Regions from separate parts of the Mus musculus genome. Here all the other regions are linked to region 1. A link is a contact called in public HiChIP or PLAC-seq and promoter capture Hi-C data. All regions are on one chromosome and are shown on one strand. The core of a region is the stretch at or near the end of the contact, and the rest is flanking DNA. Distances in the headings are between cores, read along the strand shown. Region 1 holds the start of Nfu1 (NFU1 iron-sulfur cluster scaffold). Region 2 holds the start of Hmces (5-hydroxymethylcytosine (hmC) binding, ES cell specific). Region 3 holds the start of Aplf (aprataxin and PNKP like factor). Region 4 holds the start of Snrpg (small nuclear ribonucleoprotein polypeptide G). Region 5 holds the start of Tia1 (cytotoxic granule-associated RNA binding protein 1). Region 6 holds the start of Prokr1 (prokineticin receptor 1). Region 7 holds the start of C87436 (expressed sequence C87436).

Region 1 (3,153 bases), core at 365-2,864:
CCTGCAAAGCTGAAAGGGTGTAAGAGGCAGAGGAGATGGAGAACACCAAGAAAACAGGCAGGCTTGGCATCAGATGGGGTCAGCCCTAGAGCTGAAAGAAGAAGCAGGCATCTGTCTCCGTTCCTGAGCCATCTCAAGTTGATTACCCCTTGCAAATGAAAATCTAGATTTCTCCATGGGAATCTCACCGTGGGGGACAAACTATTCCTTTTATTTATTTATTTTATGTATGTGAGTACACTGTAGCTGTACAGATGGTTGTGAGCCTTCATGTGGTTGCTGAGAATTGAATTTTTAGTATCTCTGCTCCATCCGGTCGGCCCACTCGTTCCGGTCAACTCTGCTCACTCAGTCCCTGCTTGCTCCGACCCAAACGTTTACTTATTATTCTACATAAGTACAGTGTAGCTGACTTCAGATGCACCAGAAGAGGGCTTCAGATCTCATTACAGGTGGTTGTGAGCCACCACGTGGTTGCTGGGAATTGAACTCAGGACCTTGGGAAGAGCAGTCAGTGCGCTTACCCATGGAGCCATCTCGCCGTGGAGGACAAACTATTCCTAAGTGTAGGCCACGTGTCCAGCTGTAGAATGGTCAACAAAGAACCAGCTCACTGGCATCTTTGAAGGTCCCTGGTCACATAATGTTAAGCTAGGACTTTGGGTTTGTATATTTATTTAATTACACATTTTTGTTTACATTACATTGTTTTTGTTTTTTATTTTATGTATACATATATTTTACAATTTTTCTCTCTTTCCCTTTCTTCATCCCTCCCTCCCCGCTTTGCCCTGTAGGTCCCTTTTCATATATATTATGGCTTCCAGTGTTGTCGATAGCCCTGGGGCTAATTATATTTTATGTTAATTCCGTTTTCCTGTGTGTGGTTTTGAACAAGGAATGAGTCAGCGCTCAGGTGATTTCCTGTAAACCTGCTTCCCACCTTAATTTGTAAAATAAAGGAGAGCTGATGATTGGGCAGATAAAAGGGAAGGTGGAATGGAAGGTGGAGAAAGAAGAAGGAGAAAATGGATGAAGGAGAGGACGCGGAGGAGGAGGAGGAAGAAGAAAAGCGGAGCAGAAGCACATGGCCTGGAGAAACTGCAAGCTCTAAGGGGTCTCATAGATGTGGAAGATGGTCGTGTAGCGGTAGATCTGTCCAAACTAGGTGCACATATGTATTCATATTAACTGTGTTGTGTTTTCATTGCTGAGGCATATTTGGATTGGAGATTTACCGCAACATTCCAGCTTTGTATTTTCACGGGACTCTTGCATATGTGAACAAGTGTGTCTCTGCACTTATATGCATTTCTTGAACTCTTTTCCTTGTTTGTTTTGTCCTATTCTGATGTGTTAGGTTTTGTTATATCATATATCATATATTCCCTTAGAAGCCTGTTTGTTTTCTAATGAGCGACAGAAAGGGGGTGAATTCGGAGGGGAAGTGTGGGGAAATTGGAGGAAATAGAGGGAAGGGAAACTGTAATCTGGATATATTATGTGAGGGAAAAAAATCTACTTTCAGTAAAAGGAGGGCGGAAAGGCCACCTGCAGCACCGCCCTCAACTTGTAAGGAACCGGCGTCCCCGGACCGCCCTCTCTGCAGGGCCTGAGTCTGCGTAGGACTTGGAGACAAGAAGGAGGCGGGTCCGCGCAAGCGCACTGGCACTGAAGTGATGGCGGCGGCCGAGCGGGCATGGGGAGCAGCGGTCGGTGTAGTCCGGCTGTGCAGGCGGTAGGTGTTGGCTCCCTGGCTAGCAGATCCCTGTCGCTGCCTTCTCACAGGCAGGAGCTGGCGTCTGAGGGACCCTTGTCCTGGCTCCAGAGCCCGAGGCCAGCCACCTTCCACGGATGTCCCTTGTAAATCCCACGGGAATGTGGCTCCGAAGGGAAGAGCGGTCCCGGGGTTGTGTCGTGTCCTGTCGTTCCCTTTCCAGGGAGATCACGGCTCGGAGAGAAGTGAGTGACTCGAGGAAGTCCACCGCCCAGGCTTGTGCGAGTGCGTCCTGTTCCTCTTCTAGAGCCACTCCCTCAGATATCTGTCAGACCCGAGTGTGACAACTATAGAAAGGGGCCTGACAGAATGCTGATGCCAACTTGAAGTTTCAAATGCATTTCATCAGGCTAGCATAGAATCCCTCATCATCTGTCATCCCAATACTTGAAAGGTGAAGGCAGGAAGACCAGGAGTTCAAGGCCAGGTTAGACTATTTATGAGACACCCTCCACCACCCCACCACCCCCGTTTTAAAACTCCTAAATGTATCTCATAAAAATAGCAGATTAACAGAAGGATTTTGTGGGTTACCCCCTGCCCACCTGTTTTCGATGACTCCCCTTCAGTTACTTTACTCAAGATCGGTTAGACTTCAAAACTTCCTGCCAGAGTATACTTCTGGTTTATCCACGCTTGCTGCTTTTTCCCAGGGTTGAAGGAATATTAGGGTGTTTCCAAATCCTGGAGTATCCACTCCATTCACTTAAAGAATAGTTACTAGTTACCACGTAGTGATAACAGCTACCATTTACTGAACGCTCACTGTGTGGCCTGGTGTGGCCCTTATTGCTAGGTGTTCCTTAGGGAGAGTGATCTACAATGCTCTGCACGCCTTTTGTTTCAAATGAGTGCGTCTAATAAGGATGCAGCACATAGTCCTAGCATAAGAGAGCAAGCAGCCAGAGGGCACAGCACCAAAGCAGGTACACCATCCAGCAGATCAGGCCGGGGGAAACCCCAGGATCCAAGACACTTACTGGGGACTCTGGTTGCCAAGGGTCTTCTCCTGGGTATGACATTTAATTAGCTATTTCTGTCATCGGCATTTTTTTTTTTTTCGATTCTCGAGACAGGGTTTCTCTGTGTAGCCCTGACTGTCCTGGAACTCACTCTGTAGACCAGGCTGGCCTCGAACTCAGTAATCCGCCTGCCTCTGCCTCCCGAGTGCTGAGATTAAAGGCGTGTGCCACCACGCCCTGCTTGTCATGGGCATTTTTATAACATGGAATTTGAACAGTAGCTGAGTCTTGTATTTTGGGAAGGTGCCCGGGAGTGACTTAGTTCCCAGCTGTGTTCAGGGGCTGGTTTTGCTCCTGTTCTGGTCTCCGATGTTTTTACTCTGTTCTGGTCTCCGGGGCATGATGTTTTTACTC
Region 2 (3,153 bases), core at 167-2,666, 900 kb after region 1:
CTATGATAAGTCAGCATGTATTTCTTGAATAACTGCTGCTTCTGCAGGCTCGTGCTCAGGGCCTCCACTTCTCCCTGAGGCCTCCCTTCACCAAATGGAGCGTGTGCATAGCCCCTCGGGACTGTCAGTGCCAAGCTTAGGGTGGGGTTAAAGGCTAGCCGAATGACAACAGCTAGCAGGTCTGGTAAGCCACTCATCTACAGGCATCTGTAGATGGATGGGTGTCCAAAGGTCCTTAGAGGGTGTCATGATCTGCTCTGGGTCTATGAGTGGGAAAAACAGTATCTGCATTCCTTTTGGGCTGGAGTAAGAAATCCTAGGGGATGCTTCAGGGCTTGGGCTTTAAACTCAAATCAGGTGGTTTAAACTGTTGGAAACACTTGAAGAACTGGACCTCCTGTGAGGCTACTCAGATGGCTCAGCAGGTAAAGGTACCTATCAGGACGGACTACCCACTTGGTAGAAGGAGAGGACCATTTTGCAATAGTTGCCGCCTAACCTCATGCACACCTGTATACTGTATGCACATGCACATGTACACATTAGAACAGAGGCCTGCACCTTTAAGCCGAATCCCATAACATGAAGACATCAGGCTACACTTGAGCATCGTTAAGCTGTTTTAGCTATGGCCTATTTCATGACTGGTCCTGGCTCCACCATGTACTTGGTCAGGCATGCAGTGGTGAACTAAGTAACGTGGTGTGAAACTTCCTAACAGGTTATAAAGAGATTTCTCATTTGGGGGGTTTTCTCAAGTAGGTGACCTGAAGGCTGCTCCCTAAAGACATCCCTCTGTCCCCCACCTTCCATCCCTCTCCTGGGGACTGAGCAGTTGCTCTTGCCTGGCCTCTCTGCCTCATTCCATCCCTTTATGAAGGCCTCTCCAGGCTTTAAAGGAAAGCCTGACCTTCAAGGCCACATCCTGCTTAGCCCTTCCTGACTGTATTCTTCCTGCCTAATACCCTCCCCTTCTACTCCCAGGCCTGGTCATAGCCTGGAAGCCATTCCATTCAAATAAACTTCATTAAAGAAATTGGTGTCAGCCTCCTTTTGTGAAGATTACAGCTTACTCTAGTTTTATTTAAAGGCTTGCACACACCCCACACACAAATGTTAAAAAGGAAACCAGGTGGGGCTTCCTGACCCTTAGGGGTTTGTGGGAATAGCTAGAGAGTCTCAATTCGGATGGCCTTACACATTGAGGGTGGGCAGCACAGGTTTTCTGGCTTCAGATTCCGGCCTGGGAAGGGGGACCCTGAGGCCTCCTGGGGTGCCTGTCTCAGGTCAGTGCATTTTGTCTTGCTTCACCTAGCCACACCCCCACCTGTGGGGAGGGAACCCCGACGGCGCGACGTCACGTCGGGGGCGGGGCGGGGTTACCGAGGAGCGGGACGGGCGTCTCTTAGGCGGACGCTAGCTGCGAGGAAGGGTGGACTAGACCCTCGGGCGGTGAGAGGACGCGGGCGCGTGGGGAGGGCCTCGTTGAGGGGATGAGGACGGACGGGCGGGCGGGAGGAGGGCCGCGCTGAGGAGAAGCTAGCGGGCGGAAGAGAGGACCCGGCGGAGGGGACGCCGGCGGGCGGGCAGGCGAGGACCGCCCACGTTCCGAGCTGGAGCCTTGGCGCCGACAAGGCCCCGCCCGGGACCTGAGCGTGTCCCCGCGGGGCGGTAGTGCGGTGGCCGCGGCCCGCGAGTGTCGCTGGCGTCAAAGCCGAGCGCTCTCACCTTTCCCTGCTGCGTCCGTGGGAAACAACCTGGGAGGAGCGGCTTTCTTTCTCGCCCGCCACCCGAGGGCCTGCTTGGGGACTGTGGGCCCCGCAGTGGCCGGGACTGGCTGACCTAACGGAGCCTCCGCGGAAGATGTGGCTTCGCGGGGAGATTGGCGTGACCTAGGGAGGAGAACCTTAGGGTTTTGTGACTTTCTCTAGGTCTGAGCGGCAGCGCTGAAGTATGTGCGGGCGAACGTCCTGTCACTTGCCCAGAGAGGTTCTCACCAGGGCCTGCGCCTATCAGGATCGGCAGGGCCGGCGGCGGCTCCCGCAGTGGAGGGACCCCGACAAGTACTGCCCCTCCTACAACAAGAGCCCGCAGTCCAGCAGCCCCGTGCTGCTCTCCAGACTGCACTTTGAGAAGGTAAGGAGTGTGTCAGCACCATCGGAGCTTCTGGGCCAGCATCGCCGTGGCCATCTGACTCGTGACCCATGTGCCGCCATCTGCCCAGCCTCCGGAATGACCCGAAAAGCAGCCTTTACAGATACATTAAGGCCCTAATCCCTCTGGGTCTCTGCAAGAAATAAGTCAGCATTCTTCAGGGTCAGTTAAACTGTTTGAATGTATGCCCAAATTATGTGAACCTCATATCTGAATACATTTAAGAATTCTTTTGAGACAGAGTCTTAACTATGAATGTAGCCCTGGCGGTCCTGGAACTCCCTATAGAGGCCCAGCTGACCTCAGATTTTCAGCAAATCTGCCTGTCTCCAGAATCCTGTATTACAGGTGTGTACACTCTGACACGCTTGACTCTCTCTCTCTCTCTCTCTCTTTTTTTTTTTAAGATCGCATTTTTCAAGTATTACTGATTTATCAGCGTCATCTGTCCTTATATTAAAAACAAAAAAGCAAAAACCCAAGTGTGGTGTCACACACCTTTCATCCCAGCACTTAGGAGGCCGGAGGAAGGCAGATCTCTGAGTTGGAGGCTAGTCAAGGCTGCATAGTAAAACTGTGTCTCAAAAAACTGATTTGTGGAGCTTACAGAGCTTGCAGCCTGGCTCAGTGGGTGAGAACACTTGCTGCCTGTTAGGAGAGAACCAGCTCTTGCAAGCTGCCTTCTGATTCCACTCCCAGTCTGTGGCATTCACGCAAGAGAGTAGACACATACACACGAATAGATGTAAAGAAAAAATCAGTGTGTCTGGGGCTAGTGATATTACTCGGAGATACAGAACATATGTCATATACTCATAGCCTTGGGGTCAGTCTTAGCACACATAAAATATTTTTGATTTTTTTAAAATTTAACAATTTATTTATGTGTATTAATGTTTTACCTGCTGTATGTATGGATGTGCATCAGGCGTGTACCTAGTGCCCTTGGAAGTCAGAGCTTCAGATCCCCTGGAACTGAAGTTACCAAAGACTACCATG
Region 3 (3,153 bases), core at 376-2,875, 660 kb after region 1:
TTAAAGGCAACTATATTTAAGATAACCTAAATTCTAACATATCAACACACCCTCCAAGAATCAACAGCTAGAGCAAAACATATCAAAATCTAAAGCACAACCCGGAAACGGAAACTACAAAACTACCATGCTCATAAAAACATAAACACCAATCCAACAATCTATGTTGGAGCACAAAACTCTTATGATAATGGGGAAAAACAAAGAGAAAAGAAACCAAGAAACAGGGCAGTAAGAACACAGAAAATACCACTCAGGTGGAAAATAATGGCAGAGATTTTTAAAAACAATTTTTTGTGAATTTTTAAAATTTTATTTTTTACTATATATGTATACCTGTATGTTAGGATATGCATGTGTGTACATTGCCCAGAGAGGCAGAATTACAAGCATTTGTGAATTGCCTGACATAAGTGCTGGGAAGCCAGTCCTCTGTAATAAATTCCAGGCTCTTAATGGCTAGCCCATCTCTCCCTTGTGATATTTCAACTCGACCGCCAGGTTCTCTAGAGTGGCCTTTGTAAATGATAGGTCTTGTGGCAATGCTAAATGGTTTAATACCACCAAATATAATTTCATAGTGCAAACTGCAAACGGTTTGGTTCCTACTCCTCCCAAAGAGGGTAAAGAATATATAGCATAGTGGCCATTTGTACATGTATCACCTTTAAATGACCAGTTTATACTCCAACTTTCTCATTTGAACAAGGCTAATAAAAAGCACCTAACTCAAAAAGTTTTGGAAGTAGTAAATTAAAGTCATCTCTTTAGAACAATGACTGGTTCACTACCCAGACAACTTAAAGACAGCTACTGATACTACCAAAAGGGATACTGCTATTATTGGTAAGGCCCACCAGCCCAGCAGAGAAGGCAAGGAGATAAAAGAAGTTAGCTTAAGGGAGGTGATTAACCTTCCCTGTTATGGCTCATACAGTACCGTAAATATTGTAAGCTTTGTAGGTCAACATGCAACACATTAACCTTTAGAGTACTATACGTCTTTAAATACTAGCAGCGGTTTTGTTTAGTTGGTCTGTTTACATTTTACATCTTACAACCCGAACTTAGCTCAACTTGGATTTGGCCCTCGTTTGCCAGCTGGATAGGCTAATGATGTTAACTCGGTCCATACTCGAACCATACAGGCACCAAAAAGAAATGTCTGGGACTTGACTAACGTTGTTTGAAAACCTACTGCCCCAAACCTATAAAATCTTGACAAGCAGAGCCAAGACGCGGAGTTCCCAAGCTCAGGAGACAAGAGACAGCCTCGGCTGAGCAAGCTCTGGCTGCCCACGCCCACACTACCTCCCACACTTACTCCCAGCAGCGGCCCGCGGCCTATCACAGTCTGCCCCGGCCCCACGGGCACGCGGGGACCGCCGTCCAGAGGCTGCAGAAAGAAGTCCGAAGGCATGGCGGTAAGAGAAGGTTCCTTCGCCAGGAGATACCTCGTAGCCACCTCCCTCAGGCACGCTGGGCATGGCCCGAAGGGGTGTGAAACCCGAGGCTCCTTTCCTGGTGAGTGTGCTTCTTCCCTTTCCGGAATCCCCACTCCTTGAGAGCCTGTGATTCGTGCAGGGAATACCTGTCAACAGACCGCCAAACTACAGCTTAAAAACTGGAACGCACACCCACAATCTTCCAGCACTTCCTCTCACAGGACTCATGGAACGCTGGGTCTTGTAGTTCCTGACACCTCCCTTCGGCTCCTTTCCGGAGTACAGACTGCATGGAAAAACTACCAATCCCAGAAGGCAATACGCGCATCTCTGCGCCTAGGTTGATTCGTGCTTGGGCAGGGGTGGGGCTAGAGTAGTGCTGACGTCAAGGCCTTAGGAGAGGGTTGGCCTGAGTTTTTAAATGAACCACAGTGCTGGCCCGTGGCCCTGTGACTTCAACAGGGGGATGTTCTTTTCCCAATGGAGTATGATGTGTGTATCTGCTTCTTCCCCTTCTCTTCCATAAGGAGACAGCTTCGGCTAGAATAAGGCCTCCGTGGCAGGACTGTCTTCCCTACTCCAAGAAGTATGTCTGGACTTAGATTTTTAGGGTTCAGCCTCAAGAGGGTCATTAACTTTCCTGTGCAGGCGCCCCATACTCATTTGGGGATGGATCTGCAGCCAGTGGAGCTTCTATTTTCAAAGGCCTGGCTCAGACACTTGGCCCACGGGGCCGGAGAATCTTCCTTCTCTATAAAAGAGGCATATTCTCTGGCTGGGATCTGTAGCAGGCCTGTCTTTCTCTTTGGTGGAGGCCTGGACTGGGGGAAGCAAACCTAGGGTCCGAGGGTGGGGGGCAAACCTACAGGGACGGGATGGAGGGGAAAGGTGGTCTTTTCTATGGAGAAGCCAGTTGCTAAGCTCAGGGCTCCCAGCTAGAGGGAACTTTCTCTTTGGAGGAAGCCTGGCCCAGAGTTTGGCACTGCTCTCTTAAGATCTTTTCCTTTCTTGTGGCTGAGGACAGCCTCAGCTAGGCCTGTGTCTGGAGGGCTTTCTCTTCCATATTAAAGCCTGTACTACAGGACTCTGCAGAAGGTCATGGAGTTGGAGTCTTATCCCCTAATGCCTCCAGGAGGCACAAGGTCTTCTCTTCCCCAAGAGGCCACCTTGTCACAAGCCTAGGGGAAATGGAGTTATTCTAAAGAGTCACTGTGACCCTCATTTTGGCTCTCAGAACAGTGGGCCTTAAGAGACTGGAATTTTCCTTAGTAATCTCATGCTGGATTAAAAAGTCAAAAGGCAGACCCATCAAGACGAGAGACTTTCCCCCGGAGAGATTTCACAGTCCCGTCAATTTGTCAGAATGCCTTGCTGAAGCACTAGAACCTCAGCAGTAATGGGCAGGGCCACACCTTGCAACTGGAGATGGCTCAGATATTCAAATGCTGGCCCCCTACTTAAACCTTAGCCTTACTTTAGGAGGCTGAAGATGAACTTGGGGACCTTGGAGCTCTTTGTCCCTCTTCCTAATCAAAACTCCAATGAAATCTATACAGAACCAGAAAACCAAAATTAACTTGGGGGGCAGAAGGGAAGTCAGGCCAAGAACTCCAGGCAGGAACATGGAGGCAGGAACCGATGCAGAGGCTGTGAAAGATGTTGCTTTCTGGCTTATTCCTCAAGGCTTGCTAAATCTGCTTTCTTATGC
Region 4 (3,153 bases), core at 427-2,926, 640 kb before region 1:
TGGTTTTTATTTTTTATTTTCTTTGCAGTGCAGTGTTGCTGGCCCAACATAGCACCTTATCTTTTGGATAAGTACTATGTTGTATTTATACCAATTAATTACTTGAAACAGTGATACATCTGTCTTTTTGCTGTGTCAAGCCTGCAATATATTTTCCAAGTGGTTTGGTTTTTAAATAAAGTTTCATTGTCTCCACCTTTTTCTTATGGGTAGTGATATATCAGTAAATGGGAAACACCAAGAGGAAGGCAGAGAGCATCATAACTTGAAAGCTGTTAATGTTGAAAAGATAACTTAGGATTAAAGGTACATGGGGGGGGGGGCTGAAAAGATGGCTCAGCAGTTAAGAAAACTCTTCCGAAGGTCCTGAGTTCAAATCCCAGCAACCACATGGTGGCTCACAACCATCCTAATGAGATCTGGCGCCCTCTTCTGGAGTGTCTGAAGACAGCTACAGTGTACTTACATATTATAACTAAATTGTAAAAGGTGCATACTGTAATTTCAGTACTGTAAGGCAAGCTGAGGATTTCCCTCCTGCTTTGAGGTCAGTCTTTGCTAAAGACTATCATTATTCATGTTCGTTTTCTAGTTTCAACTAGCACAGCAAGTGGTGGGGAGAGTGTATAGCTAAGCATTCTTGTGCTATTTTTTTGTTGATGACAAACTAATCATGAGGAGAACCTCAATTGAAGAGCTGCTTCCATCTAACAGGTCTCTGGACATGTCTGTGGGTCATTAATGACTACCATGAGAGAGCCCAGTGCACTGAGGGCAGTGCCACCACCCTGGGAGAGTGCACACCTTTATTCCCAGCCCTCAGGAGGCAGGGGCAAGCTCAATACCTCAGGACTTGTGTGGTACTCCTCAGCTTTTATGTATGGACTGTAGTGTGCTAAGTGGGTTCTGAAGGCAGCGTTAGAATTGCAGAATTGATGAATCAGAAATACCCCAGACACTGGATTCACGTCCTCAAGAGAATCCGCCTAGCCACCTTCCTGCTACTGATGCGGACAAGCTATTCTGTGCTTCAGGAGCCCTCGGCTTCGCCTGGATGTGCTTAGGAAATTAAGGGCAGCGTGGTGCAGATGCCGTTGATTCTAGCACGGGAAGCAACAGTTCAAAGCCAGCGTTGACTACACAGTGAACTCGAAGCCAGCATGAATTACGTCAAAAACAATGAGGAAGGGGCAGGGGAAATGACAAAAATGTAAAGAGAAAAAAAGTGTAGTAAGTGGGAAAAGGAAAGAAAAGAAGTGACACACAGGCTGGAGAGACGCTTCAGCAGTTAAAACCACTGGCTGTTCTCCCAGAGCTCTGGAGTTCAATTCCAGCACCCACATGGTGGCTCACAAGCATCTATAGTAGGATCTGAGGTCCTCCCCTGGCGCGCAGGTGTACATGTAGAGCACTCATACATAAAATATAAATGAAGGGGTCTGTTTTTAAAGTGACCTGCCACTTCAATTTTACACAAAGGAAGCTTAGCCGAACACAGCCTCTCCGTCGTGGCCTGTCACTGGCGACGCAACCGGAAGCGTGGCTCTGGTCCGCAGGTTCAGACATCCCCATCAATATCGCGAGATGAAAGGTAATGTTCTCCGAAGGCGATTGGCTCGCGCGGCGGTGACGTCAGACACCAGCGCCAAGCCTGCCTTGCGCGCGTTTCTGAGCCTGCTCACTCCTTCGCCGTTGTGCCGAGCCCGCAGAGGAGTCGCCATGAGCAAAGCCCACCCTCCCGAGCTGAAGAAGTGAGTAGAGTCGGCCCTATCGAGACTTCTGTCTCGCTCGGGCTGCCGCCGCTGGTCCCGACGGTCGCGGGAGCCGGAAGTGGCGCTAAGGTCCGGTCGGCATGGTTACTGCAGTGCCGGTGCCTCTGTCTTCCCAAAGCTGGGGCTCTCCTAGGCGGGCAGCCAAAGGCAACCTGGTTGGGGACCAGGGCAGCGGTCGAGGTGCATGGTTGTGAGGAACCGGAGACTCGTGGGCTTAAAATGATCGATTGGAGTCGGACGTGATTGGCTGTGATCTATGGGGCCAATATTCAGGAAGCTTAGGCAGGAGAATTACCGCGAGTTCCAGACCAGCCTAGGCTTAAAAAAAAAAAAGACACTGTGTCTCAAAAAGTTTAAGGTGAGGTAGCGTTTTGTGTTTCAATAAATGTGCGCGTTCATTTGCGTTCATCAAGAGAGCTAGGTTTAGTTTTGGGGTTTTTTTTTCCCCTTTTTGGTGCTCAGAGACATGTTTAGTTATATGTTTGTGCACGTGGGTGCAGCTCCTGCGGAGGCCAAAGCGGGCATTGGATCTGCAGAAACAGAACTTGTAGGAGGTTGTGAGCCCTCTGGCGTGGTTAATAATAGCTGGACTCGTGTCCTCTGGACAAGCAATAAGCGCTGGGCCATCTGCAGCCCCAAGAACTAGGTTTCTGATACACTGTCCTTGTATTCAAGTTACATTTAAACGTTGTGTAATATCTTGCTCTGGCAATAAATCCATGGAAGGACATCCATTTTCTACTTGTAAAGAGCTAATTTCTGAAGAATTTTATTCTGTACCCAGTAAAATCAGACAGACCCTTTGGTCTCAGACACTTCTGACTGGCCTGAACCTGTCGCATATGCACATAGTCATTGGGTTGCTCAATACAAGATTAATACTGGGTCTTTTCTGGTGTAGCCAGAAAATAATCTGTCTTGTGTATAGCCTGTTTGCTACTGTAAAGTTCTGTCAAGACCCCAATGCAGGGGAAAGATAACAACATTTGCTGATTTTTGTATTTGAGTGCACATTTTAATCAAAGCCCTCTGTGTGAAACCCCTGCAGTTTTGTTTGAATCTGAATCTGTTAAACCGGGCCTAGAGAGTTGGCTCAGAGGTTGAGAGCACTGACTTCTCTTCCTAGAGGTCCTGAGTTCAATTCCCAGCAACCACATGGTGACTCACAACCATCTGTAATAGGATCTGGTACCCTATTCTGGCTTGCAGGCCTATAGGCAGAACACAACATAATAAAGATGTATTAAGCCATAAGTCTGACATTTTAAAAAGAAGTTATTCTGCACTGTTTGTTTTGATGATGAGCTAATAAATGAGGTCTGGATTTAGCAGGAATTGGCAAAATGGCATTGGTTTTGAACAAAAGCACTGTTCCCTACCT
Region 5 (3,153 bases), core at 286-2,785, 610 kb before region 1:
TAGATTTCCACCCACCCCCAGAGTGTTCAAAATACTTTAAACACTTAAATATTTGCCATACTCTTCTTTAAAATTATTGTTTGTTTCTTTGTTTGTTTGTTTGAAGAGAGGCGCTTGCTTCTAAATAGCATTGGTTGGCTTTGAACTCCTGAACTTCCTACCTACTTCTGCGTTCTGAAGTGTGGACAATATTTGTTTTCTGTCTATAATATAGACTCTATATAATCTGAAAATATGACGTACTCTAGAGATAATTATAGAAGTAGAACTCCCAAATGTGGGGTGGTGGTGGCTCATGCTTTTAATCCCAGCATTAGGGAGGCAGAGGCAAGAGGATCTTTTGAGTTTGAAGCTAGTTTAGTCTACAGAGCTAATTCCAGGACAGCCAGTTCTGCACAGAGACCCCCTGTCTTGAAAAACAGAAAAGTTGAAAGAAAAGAAGGAAGGAAAGGAGGGAGGAAGAAGGAAAGAGAGAGGGAATCCCAAATATGGCAGAGTACGCAATTGGTTCTCAACCTGTGGGTCGCGACCCCTTTACCACCCCTCTATCGCTGAAAGTATTTACATTACAATTCATATCAGTAACAAAATTACAGTTATGAAGTAGCAACAAAAGTACTGTTATGGTTGGGGTCACTACAATGCCAGGAACTGTATTAAAAGGTCGCAACATTAGGAATCTTGAGGACCACTGATGTAAAAGAACGACATTGGATACAAAAACTTTCACGTCTTTAATAAATGCTTTACATAATATGTATAGTGTAATAAGAAAGGATAAAAAAAAGTACCGGAACCACATTCCAGAGCCATAACTCTGAACCCTAAGCAAGGGCTGACTGTTGAGATTCTTCTCACCAATTTGCAACAGTAACTCTGTTATTACCAGCTTTTCGATTACATTGGGTATACAAAAGAAATCCAGACATAAATATGATTCCTGCTCGCAAAGTATTGCTTATTGTCAAGTAGACCTTATTTTCTTACCACAACTCTTACTTCTAAATAATAAGCAAAAATGAAAGTCGAGATTTTTCTCAAACAGCCACTCAACAGCATTGGTATGAGAAAGAATGAATCGTTTCATAAAGCAACGGAAAAAGTGCAAGTATCAATTCGTTCTAATTTTCATTTACATAAATCAAGAATCCAATAGGCAGAGATACTAACGTATCTCCTATGAGTTTTCGGACGCCCAAATCCTCAACAGCGCCGCTGGTGTAGTGGTATCATGCAAGATTCCCATTCTTGCGACCCGGGTTCGATTCCCGGGCGGCGCATGTCTTTTCTCTCTTTAAATAGTGTGCAAAAAGAAAATTTTCCTGCTAGAAAAACACCTGCTATTTTATTTCTTTAACCTCCCCAAGGATTTTTAATTTCACTATATAATTCACAAATGAAACACTCCGCTCTGAAACTACAGAAATCCTAAACTACTGGCATTGCGTCTGCGCACTCTGAGCCATCCCTTGCCTGGTGGCAGCGCGGCTGCGCACCAAGTGAACCCCGTCCTTGAAGCCTAAACCCGGCTGCCAGGAGGGTGAGCATGCTAGCTGGCTGTGCGCATGCGCGGCACGGGTCACTCGGCTGCCGGCTCCTAGGCGTCCGGCTCGCCGCCATCTTGGATCGGGGTTTCATTGTTCGCGGTAGGCCGGGCCTTTTTTTGTGTAATCGCTGCCAAAGAAGAAAGCGAAGTAGCCTCCGGTCAAGCGAGGAGGCCGGCTCTTCCGCAGCCATAGCCCGCCTCAAGGATTTGGGAGGTAGCGAAGGGCAGGGAGCTGGACCCTGAGGTGCCGCCGCGACCGCAGCAGCCATGGAGGACGAGATGCCCAAGACTCTGTGAGTCTGGAGCAGCGTTGAGGGAGGCGGGATGGTGGTCGCCCCGTAGGGAGGCCGCGGCCCTGCGCCTCTCTGCAGCCTATTGTTCTCCGTGGACGCCGCGCTGTGGTGGTTCCTCCCTCCCGTGCGCACGCCAGGATGCTTAGAGCCGAGCCGGGCCGAGAGGACGATGGCGGGAGAGGGGCTCGGCCCCTGTCACCCCTCGGCTGGCTGCACCCGCGGCCCCCAGACCTGGAGGAAGGACTTTTCATTCAAAGCTCTCCTCAGGACTCGGCACGTCCTCCTGGAGTCCCATGCTTGCGTCCTTTTTTTCCCCGCCCCCTCTTTTCGATGAATCTTTTCCAGATTTCCATCTGGAACGTCCTTTCTCTTTTCTTTTGGTAGGATTTTTTTCATTTTTAATTCTTGAAGGCTGAGGTTAAAAACTTTATACTTGCAGTTGAGAACTGGAAAGAAAAAAAAAAAAAAAGCCAGACATCTTTCTCGAAGGTCTTCGGCTTTCCCTCTGTAGTACTCCCCTGACCCTCGACCAAAAAACCTAACTGGACACCCAAGGATGTTGAAACCGTTCTTAAAAAATGGAAATCTCACTCGGAGGGATGCATCTACCGAGGGAAAGTGGGTTTCATTAAAACATATTTACCACCATTTGCGACTAGTGGTTGACATTTTTATTAATGGAGTAACTGTGGTCAGTCAGGTGTAAGCATCTTTAGTGAATATTTTGTAACTCGAGTCTAGGATATTGTCTTTGTCATGTAACTTCCCCTTGCATTCTTTGTTTTTCAACGCACGGGTTGAGGCGGTTGTGCCTTTGTTGGGTTTCACAGGGCAAAAAAGAAAAGCTCAAGAAATTGTGGGTTTTGGTTGTTGTTTTTTTCTCCCGGTATATTTGAAGATTGCAACTTGATGTATCGTGCATATAGTTCATATAAATGAAGTAGGATGAACATGTATCATGTTACGGGCCTTAACTCTGCACCTAGTTCCTGCCATAGCTTTTTATTTCTAGAATCCTGGTACTTTTAGAGCTATGTACATTTAGGGTTCTTTTTGACATTTTCTAGTTATTAAAATTGTTCTGAAGTACAGATACGTTATTCTTTTTCCCCTCGCCCATTTTCAATTTCTTTTTTCTTTTGTTTGTTTTGTTTTATTGAGACAGGGTGTATCTCTGGCTGTCCCAGACTCACTATTACAGACCAGGTTGGCCTAAAATTCAGAGATTTGTCTGCCTCTGCCTTCTGAACACTGTGATTAAAGTCTGTGCCATACACTTTGCCCCAATTTAAATTTCAAGTTGCTATTTTTAAT
Region 6 (3,153 bases), core at 223-2,722, 580 kb after region 1:
AGCTGCGAGGGTGAGACGGTGGAACGCAGAGGAGGCCTGTCCTAAACCCCAATCCCTGTGTGAACACCTGAACTTTGTCCTTGTGGACAGCCCCATTCTGAGGTAGCAATAGCTGCTTCCCACAGCTGGAAAGAAAGGACTCGTCTTGGGGCTCAGCATAGCACAACTGCAAATTCACAGAGCCCTGAACACAGAGAACCGAACCTGGAGCCTCCGTTTACAGAGCCCTCCTACTGGAAGGCTTCTGCAAGCTTCCTGTGTCCCTGTCAAAAACCTGCTGTGGCTCTACAAGCTTGGCACACTATGTGCCAAGGCTCGTCCTAGTCGAAGGTCACAGTCACAAGCTGTCACTTAACCCAGAGGGCTAGAAGGGAAACCTGAGAGCAAAACCCCTTGGTGAGAGGTGTGTCCTCAGGTTAACAGCTTAAACACGCACGGTTTTCAGTTTAAACACGCAGGGTTTTAACATCCTCCAGGCAGATCGATACTGTCTGTAAAGATCAGAGCTGTTGGAGAGGCAGTGAGTGCTATGCCCCAGAACCACCCAAGTCAGTGCTCAGGCCTCCAGGCCAGCTGCAAGGAAGGGAGGGAATCCTGGACTAAAGACCAGCATCCCGCAGGGCAGGGATGGGGAGAGAGGGTCTGTCAGTAGTGAATCTCCCTCCTGACTTTTCCTTACACCTCTCCCAAGGCATCAGGCCAGGGAACTGGATATGGGAGAAGATCGGGGTCTGGAGTACACCCTAAATGTCAGAAGGAAATAAAATTGCTCAATCTGAGATCCTGGGAAAGGGAGGAAGTAAGTTGTCCCCAAGATTTGCCCCAAAAGCCTGCTGCCCAGTGATAAGGGGGCAGGGCTGAAGTCCCTCCGCACCCCAGGAGGTTCGTCCCACCTGAGCCCTCTCACAGTTCTTTCGTAGGCTTTGCCCTTCTCTCCTGGTCAGCTCAGCCCCCCCCCCCCCCCCCAGCTCTGCTCCCATTAGATAAGAGGCAGAAGGCAGAGCTGAGAGGCCAGCAGACGCTGCCCGGAGCCCAGGCTCATCCCTTCTGAGGGGTACCTCTACAAGCATGCTGCCAGCTCGGCTCAAAGTTAGGATTTAAAGAAACGGTCCAGAATCGCCTAGGAGAGAGAGACGGTTGGAGGACTTGTCCCCTGGTCTTTCCTGGAATTGTTCTCGCCCTGGGGAGCAGCCCACTACCTTATGTCCTCTGCTGCTGGGGCTGCAGTCCCCAAGGACCCTCTTCATTCACCTAAGGCTGTGAGCGGGCAGTCTAGGCTCCGTCCACCCTCTACACGTGGTTCTCAGAGCGTCTCCGGGGCTGTCGGTACCTGCGAACCAGAGCGAGGATCTCAGACGCTCCTCCGGAGCTCTGCAGCAAGGGCTAGGAGCACCTCTGTCTTCTGAGGGTCTTTCCGTGCTCGAGTGGCAGCTGGCCTCCTACTACTTCGGCGGACGGACACACTGAGCAGAGGCTAAGGCCAGCCAGCCCCGCCCACAGCACGCTGTCTCCGCCCCGCCCCGATGTTCCCGCCCATATTCAGTGATCTCCCTCCTGCTGTCTCTCCACTTTCCTCTCCCTTCTGTTCCCATCTTTCACTCTCTATCCCTCACTCTGGGGACAGGTCCCTAAGTCGAGTGGAACTGAGGATGCTGAAGTGTCAGGATGCAGAATGTGTGGCTCCGTGTGTCGCCTGAGCACCAACTCTAAGGCGACCCTGCATGGTGTGACCAGGCTCTGCCTTTCTTGAGCCCCTGGCACCTCGAGTTCACTGGCCCATTGCCGCCCGAGTGGGCGGACTGGTCACGGGAGCTTGGCGCCTTCAAAGGACAGAGAATCCCTTCCCCTGCTGTTCTCCCTGGCTGGGAGCGCTCAGACCTCACCCCTGGGCTTATCTCTGCAGCCCTCAGCTGAGAGCATTGTCTGCTGCCTGGCCTCTGTGGTAAGCTCTTAGGGATTTCTGGAGAATGGATTCAGGAAGGAAGCCTCTATGCCATGTCTGCTCAGCAGCATGACCAGGTTTCCAAGTGTTAAATAGGAATCACCATGCAGCCAGCAATCCCATCTAAAATACACGACTGGAAAAAAAATTGAAAGCAGGAATTTAGGTATGTGTACACCGATCCCCACAGCAGCTCTAGTCACTGTCATCAAAGGGCAGAAGCAACACAATGTCAATCAACTGATACAAAGAAAACAAAGGAGTGTGTGCATATCTTCGCAGTTTACTAAGCCTTCAATGTGTGTGAACTGTAACAGGTATAACTCTCGTGTGCAGTGGCAGAGGTGTAAAATGGCGTGGCAGCTGTGGGAAATAGTACAATGCTTCCTCAAAAGAAAAAAAAAAAAAAAAAAAAAAGGCTTTCCCTACCACCCAGCATCTCCACTCCAGGTAATTCCTTAAAATCAAATAAATACAGGGTCTCAAAAAAATCAAATAAATACAGGGTCTCAAAAAAATCAAATAAATACAGGGCCTCAAAGAGATGTTTGCAAATTCTGTTACAGTGTGGGCAGCCCTGAAGCCACGTGTATTAATTATTTTCCTCATTGCTGTAACCAACACTGGACAAAACCGGCTTGTCAAAGTAAGGGTGAGGTTAAGAAAGGATGCAATCAAAACACAAGAAAATCAAGAAGAGGGAAGACCAATGAGTGGATACGTCATTCCTCCTTAGATTAGGGAACAAAATACCCATGAAAGGAGTTACATCGACAAAGTTTGGAGCTAAGACGAAAGGATGGACTATCCAGAGACTACCCCACCCGGGGATCCATCCCATAATCAGCCACCAAACCCAGACACTATTGCATATGCCAGAAAGATTTTGCTGAAGGGACCCTGTTATAGCTGTCTCGTATGAGGCTATGCCAGTGCCTGGCAAATACAGAAGTGGATGTTCACAGTCATCGATAAGATGGAACACAGGGCCCCCAATGGAGAAGCTAGAGAAAGCACCCAAGGAGCTGAAGGGGTCTGCAACCCTATAGGTGGAACAACAATATGAACTAACCAGTACTCCCAGAGCTTGTGTCTCTAGCTGCATATGTAGCAGAAGATGGCCTAGTTGGCCATCACTGGGAAGAGAGGCCCATTGGACTTGCAAACTTTATATGCCCCAGTACAGGGGAACGCCGGGGCCAAGAAGTGGG
Region 7 (3,153 bases), core at 330-2,829, 570 kb before region 1:
TATCCTGTTTTTTGTTGTTGTTGTTTTTTGTTTTTATTCGAGACAGGGTTTCTCTGTATAGTCCTGGCTGTCCTGGAACTCACTTTGTAGACCAGGCTGGCCTTGAACTCAGAAATCCGCCTGCCTCTGCCTCCCAAGTGCTGTGATTAAAGGCGTGTGCCACCACGGCCCGGCTTTTTGTTTTGTTTTGTTTGTTTTTATCTGCTTTTTTTGTTTTGTTTTGTTTTTTGTTTTTTTTTAAATGTCAGTTGAAAATTGCAGCCTGGGAGAGCTTGGTGTGAGGACACCCAAGTTGGCTGGTTCTGAAGACAGGGAGGTGAGGATCACAAGGTCTTTCATGAACCACTGCACACTTAATGAGAAAGGAGAGAAACAGCATCCAGAAAGATGTTGTCTGCATGTCTCTCTATTGGAGGGCTTGACATTGAACTATAGAACAAAGGAGAAACACTTCCCAATGCCAGGCAAAGAAATGAGGGTTGATGCTCTCTGGTCACCACTTGAGGCAGTTGCTAGGAACTAACTAGCCATGTGATCCAGGTATAAATATGAATGCTTTTGAACTTAACAGCAAATAAAAATTGTGGCGAGAGGAAACATCTCTTTTTTTAGTTCCTTCAGTTTCTGAAACAATATTAGAAAAATCTGATCCCAGAAAAGGGCCACTGTAACGGAGAAAAGTAAAATTTGGCTAGAGCAAAGCAATTGTGCCTACAGCGCACCACCAGTAGGTGTCCAAGCTATGGGAACACACCGGCCTCACCTAAGGCACCATAGCTTTCCGAGTGTTTCTGAAGTGCGGTGGTGGCACATGTCTTTAATCCCAACACATTGGAGGGAAGAGGCCCGCGGATCTATGTTCGAGACCAGCCTGATCTACAGAAAGAGTTCCAGGAAACACAATATTGGTGCCGGGGATTTACGATTCTGAAGAACAAATATACATAAAGTCTATTTCGGCTCTTTCCAAGGGGGGAGTCGTTCAATAATGTGTAAGAGCGAAGCGAGAGAAAACCATACAAGCTCAGGCGAGCTCTGCTTCCGATTCCAGTAAAACTGTTTTCAGCACAGAATTGTTCAGGTTCGATGTACTAGGGACCACCGGGAAGCCCTTGCTGGTGTGTTCTGTACGTTTAGGTAAAGCCACAAAGTGTCAGCACCCTGAGCCTTCTCTGTAGTTTTCCAAAAGAGAGCACTCCCCTGAAATACTACAAATCCCATGGTGCCACTTCAGCGGAGGTGAGCGGGCCCTTGGCGCACGTGGGCTGATCTGACCAATAACGACCGTCGTTACAAGCAAACAGTTTGGACGTGTTTGTAAAAGTCCGTTTGTAAAAGGAGAAGAGACGCGGCGAGGGTCGTCACCAACGAGATTCCTAGAGTTGCGAGGCAGGTAAGGGGGCAAAGTGGGAGAGGCCAAGCACCGGCGGAGCACGGCTTAGGGTGGGAACAGAGGCGGAAAAAGTGTTCGGGGAACTGCGTGTCGGACTGCTGACATTTTTGCTGGGCCCTCAGTTTGACGCCGCCGGAAGTGGGCGTTTTGCGCAGGATGCCGGGAAGCGGGTCGCATGGGAAGTGCGTTTTCCAGCCGGCCGTTCCCGGAAGCTGAGCTTAGGCGCGCTCCCCTAAACAACACCGAGGAATTGTGGCCCGGACTCTGTTATTTGACAGTGACCGGGCTGATTCTACAATCAGTAAAGGTCTGCGAGCTGTGACGTCTCGATCCAACCAGACAGTTTTATTCCTAAAATGGGTAAATAGCGCCTCCACAGGATCCCTTGTGTGAATGCATGCACTCGAATACTTCTTTCTTACTTGGGGCGGTGTTCACGTGCCCAAAACAGCGTCCCCACACCGACCAGCTCAGCGGCCGCATGGGACAGGGGGCAGCCTACCGCGCCTCGGGTTCCCTCAGCCAGCGCCAGGCGCTGCTCACCCTCTTGCTGAGAAGAGACAATCATCGGGAGACCCTTCAGGTTTCCAGCGGAGCTCCTTCACAAGTCGCGTTCCTTGTGTATCCTTTTTTAAGACAGAGTCTGCAAGCCGGGCGTGGTGGCGCAGCCTGTCATCCCAGCACTCGGGAGGCGAAGGCAAGAAGATCTCAAATTCCAGGACAGCTAGGCTACATAACAGACCTTGTCTCAAAAAGAAAAGAACAAACTGGGTATGGTGACGAGCTCCTTTAATACCAGAACTCTACAGGCAGAGACTGGCGAGTCTCTGAGTTCGAGGCTTCCCCGGTCCATCCCAGGACAGCCAGAGCGATACAAAGAAATCCTGCCCCCTACCTCCCGCCCCACCACACCCCAAAAAAGGAAAATAAGAAAAAAACTCTGTAATAATTCGTAGTGATACATGTTTTCAAATTCGAATAGTAAAAAAAATGAGATTAAACCTCCATTTCTCGGGTCTCAAATTACTGCTGAGGAAATAGACAACTATGCTGTGTCCTTAAAGTCTTTTCTAAAAAAAGATTTTTGTGTATGCATGTGTGTATATCCAGTGTGTCAAAGGAGTTGGACTTCCCAGAATTAAGAGTTTTAGGCAGATGAGCCCTGATGTTACTGCTTGGAACCAAACTTGGGCCCTCTAAAAGAGCAATACACACTTTTAACCACTAGCCATCTCTGCAGCCCCATTTTCCCCTTTCCTTTCCTTTCAAAACCAAGCATAGCATACACAAAGCACTAAGCTTTGTTACTGGTATACAGATCTCAACTGTTTTTAATGGCTTTACAGTCGCATCTTACTCAGCACACTGTACTTAGTTCTTTAATGGAAGTCCTTTTCCTATTCTGCAGGTACAAAATCTCATAGAGGGATATCTGTGATTTGGATGCCAGCCTGGTCCACATATTGAGTACAGCCAGGTGTACATAGTAAGACCCTATCTTCAAAAAAGAGGTGGGAGCTGGAAAGACCACCCAGTAGTTAAGAATACATACTGCTCTTGCAGAGGATCTGAGTTGAGTCCCCGGCACCCATGTCTAGTAGCTCACAAGCACCTGTAACTACAGTTCCAGACATATGCAGTGCAGCCTGTTGGCTATGGCTGCCTGTACTCATATGCACATAGCCTGACACAGGAAATAGGTTTCAGCCCCTTTGGAAACAGTTTTTCAGGTTCCGAAAATGTTAAGTGTACAAAGGAAA

Evidence for each region. Promoter capture Hi-C pulls out the DNA fragments that hold promoters and counts their contacts. HiChIP or PLAC-seq counts read pairs in DNA pulled down with a chosen protein or histone mark.
Region 2: a promoter capture Hi-C map of liver shows a contact between it and region 1, with 3 times the contacts expected there. The contact joins the promoter of Hmces here to the promoter of Nfu1 in region 1. A contact is called at or near these places in 2 of 39 promoter capture datasets (hippocampal neurons and liver).
Region 3: a contact with region 1 is called in a promoter capture Hi-C map of pre-B cells, with 6 times the contacts expected there. The contact joins the promoter of Aplf here to the promoter of Nfu1 in region 1. A contact is called at or near these places in 7 of 39 promoter capture datasets (the 3T3-L1 cell line, 3T3-L1-derived adipocytes, hippocampal neurons and 3 more) and 1 of 115 datasets of contacts at active chromatin or transcription factors (large pre-B cells).
Region 4: a contact with region 1 is called in a promoter capture Hi-C map of neutrophils, with 4 times the contacts expected there. The contact joins the promoter of Snrpg here to the promoter of Nfu1 in region 1. A contact is called at or near these places in 3 of 39 promoter capture datasets (liver, neutrophils and pre-B cells) and 2 of 115 datasets of contacts at active chromatin or transcription factors (memory CD8 T cells and pro-B cells).
Region 5: a promoter capture Hi-C map of liver shows a contact between it and region 1, with 3 times the contacts expected there. The contact joins the promoter of Tia1 here to the promoter of Nfu1 in region 1. A contact is called at or near these places in 7 of 39 promoter capture datasets (the HPC-7 cell line, embryonic stem cells, liver and 3 more), 3 of 115 datasets of contacts at active chromatin or transcription factors (extraembryonic endoderm stem cells, large pre-B cells and memory CD8 T cells) and 2 of 9 other capture datasets (adipose tissue and liver).
Region 6: a promoter capture Hi-C map of liver shows a contact between it and region 1, with 2.2 times the contacts expected there. The contact joins the promoter of Prokr1 here to the promoter of Nfu1 in region 1. A contact is called at or near these places in 1 of 39 promoter capture datasets (liver) and 2 of 115 datasets of contacts at active chromatin or transcription factors (both in embryonic stem cells).
Region 7: an H3K27ac HiChIP or PLAC-seq map of microglia shows a contact between it and region 1, with 12 times the contacts expected there. The contact joins the promoter of C87436 here to the promoter of Nfu1 in region 1. A contact is called at or near these places in 7 of 39 promoter capture datasets (the 3T3-L1 cell line, hematopoietic stem and progenitor cells, hippocampal neurons and 3 more), 1 of 484 Hi-C or Micro-C datasets (Sertoli cells), 10 of 115 datasets of contacts at active chromatin or transcription factors (astrocytes, embryonic forebrain, embryonic stem cells and 6 more) and 2 of 9 other capture datasets (adipose tissue and liver).

The regions. Positions count from the first base shown.
Region 1 is chr6:87,008,222-87,011,374 of GRCm38.p6, forward strand. Nfu1 (NFU1 iron-sulfur cluster scaffold) reads left to right here and starts at 1,615. Exons shown (of 8, transcript NM_020045.3): 1 at 1,615-1,738. The coding sequence starts at 1,680.
Region 2 is chr6:87,912,560-87,915,712 of GRCm38.p6, forward strand. It overlaps Hmces (5-hydroxymethylcytosine (hmC) binding, ES cell specific), which reads left to right and starts at 1,417. Exons shown (of 7, transcript NM_173737.2): 1 at 1,417-1,452; 2 at 1,932-2,136. The coding sequence starts at 1,954. Copg1 (coatomer protein complex, subunit gamma 1) reads left to right here. Exons shown (of 24, transcript NM_017477.2): 24 at 1-1,036.
Region 3 is chr6:87,670,536-87,673,688 of GRCm38.p6, forward strand. It overlaps Aplf (aprataxin and PNKP like factor), which reads right to left and starts at 1,626. Exons shown (of 10, transcript NM_001372332.1): 1 at 1,325-1,626. The coding sequence starts at 1,420. It also overlaps E230015B07Rik.
Region 4 is chr6:86,369,864-86,373,016 of GRCm38.p6, forward strand. It overlaps Snrpg (small nuclear ribonucleoprotein polypeptide G), which reads left to right and starts at 1,677. Exons shown (of 4, transcript NM_026506.2): 1 at 1,677-1,751. The coding sequence starts at 1,720. It overlaps Fam136a (family with sequence similarity 136, member A), which reads left to right. Exons shown (of 3, transcript NM_025591.3): 3 at 1-195.
Region 5 is chr6:86,402,684-86,405,836 of GRCm38.p6, forward strand. Tia1 (cytotoxic granule-associated RNA binding protein 1) reads left to right here and starts at 1,536. Exons shown (of 13, transcript NM_011585.4): 1 at 1,536-1,839. The coding sequence starts at 1,814. n-TGccc4 (a tRNA gene) reads left to right here and starts at 1,210; the gene lies at 1,210-1,280.
Region 6 is chr6:87,589,271-87,592,423 of GRCm38.p6, forward strand. Prokr1 (prokineticin receptor 1) reads right to left here and starts at 1,473. Exons shown (of 3, transcript NM_021381.4): 1 at 1,331-1,473.
Region 7 is chr6:86,437,095-86,440,247 of GRCm38.p6, forward strand. C87436 (expressed sequence C87436) reads left to right here and starts at 1,580. Exons shown (of 10, transcript NM_001364557.1): 1 at 1,580-1,753.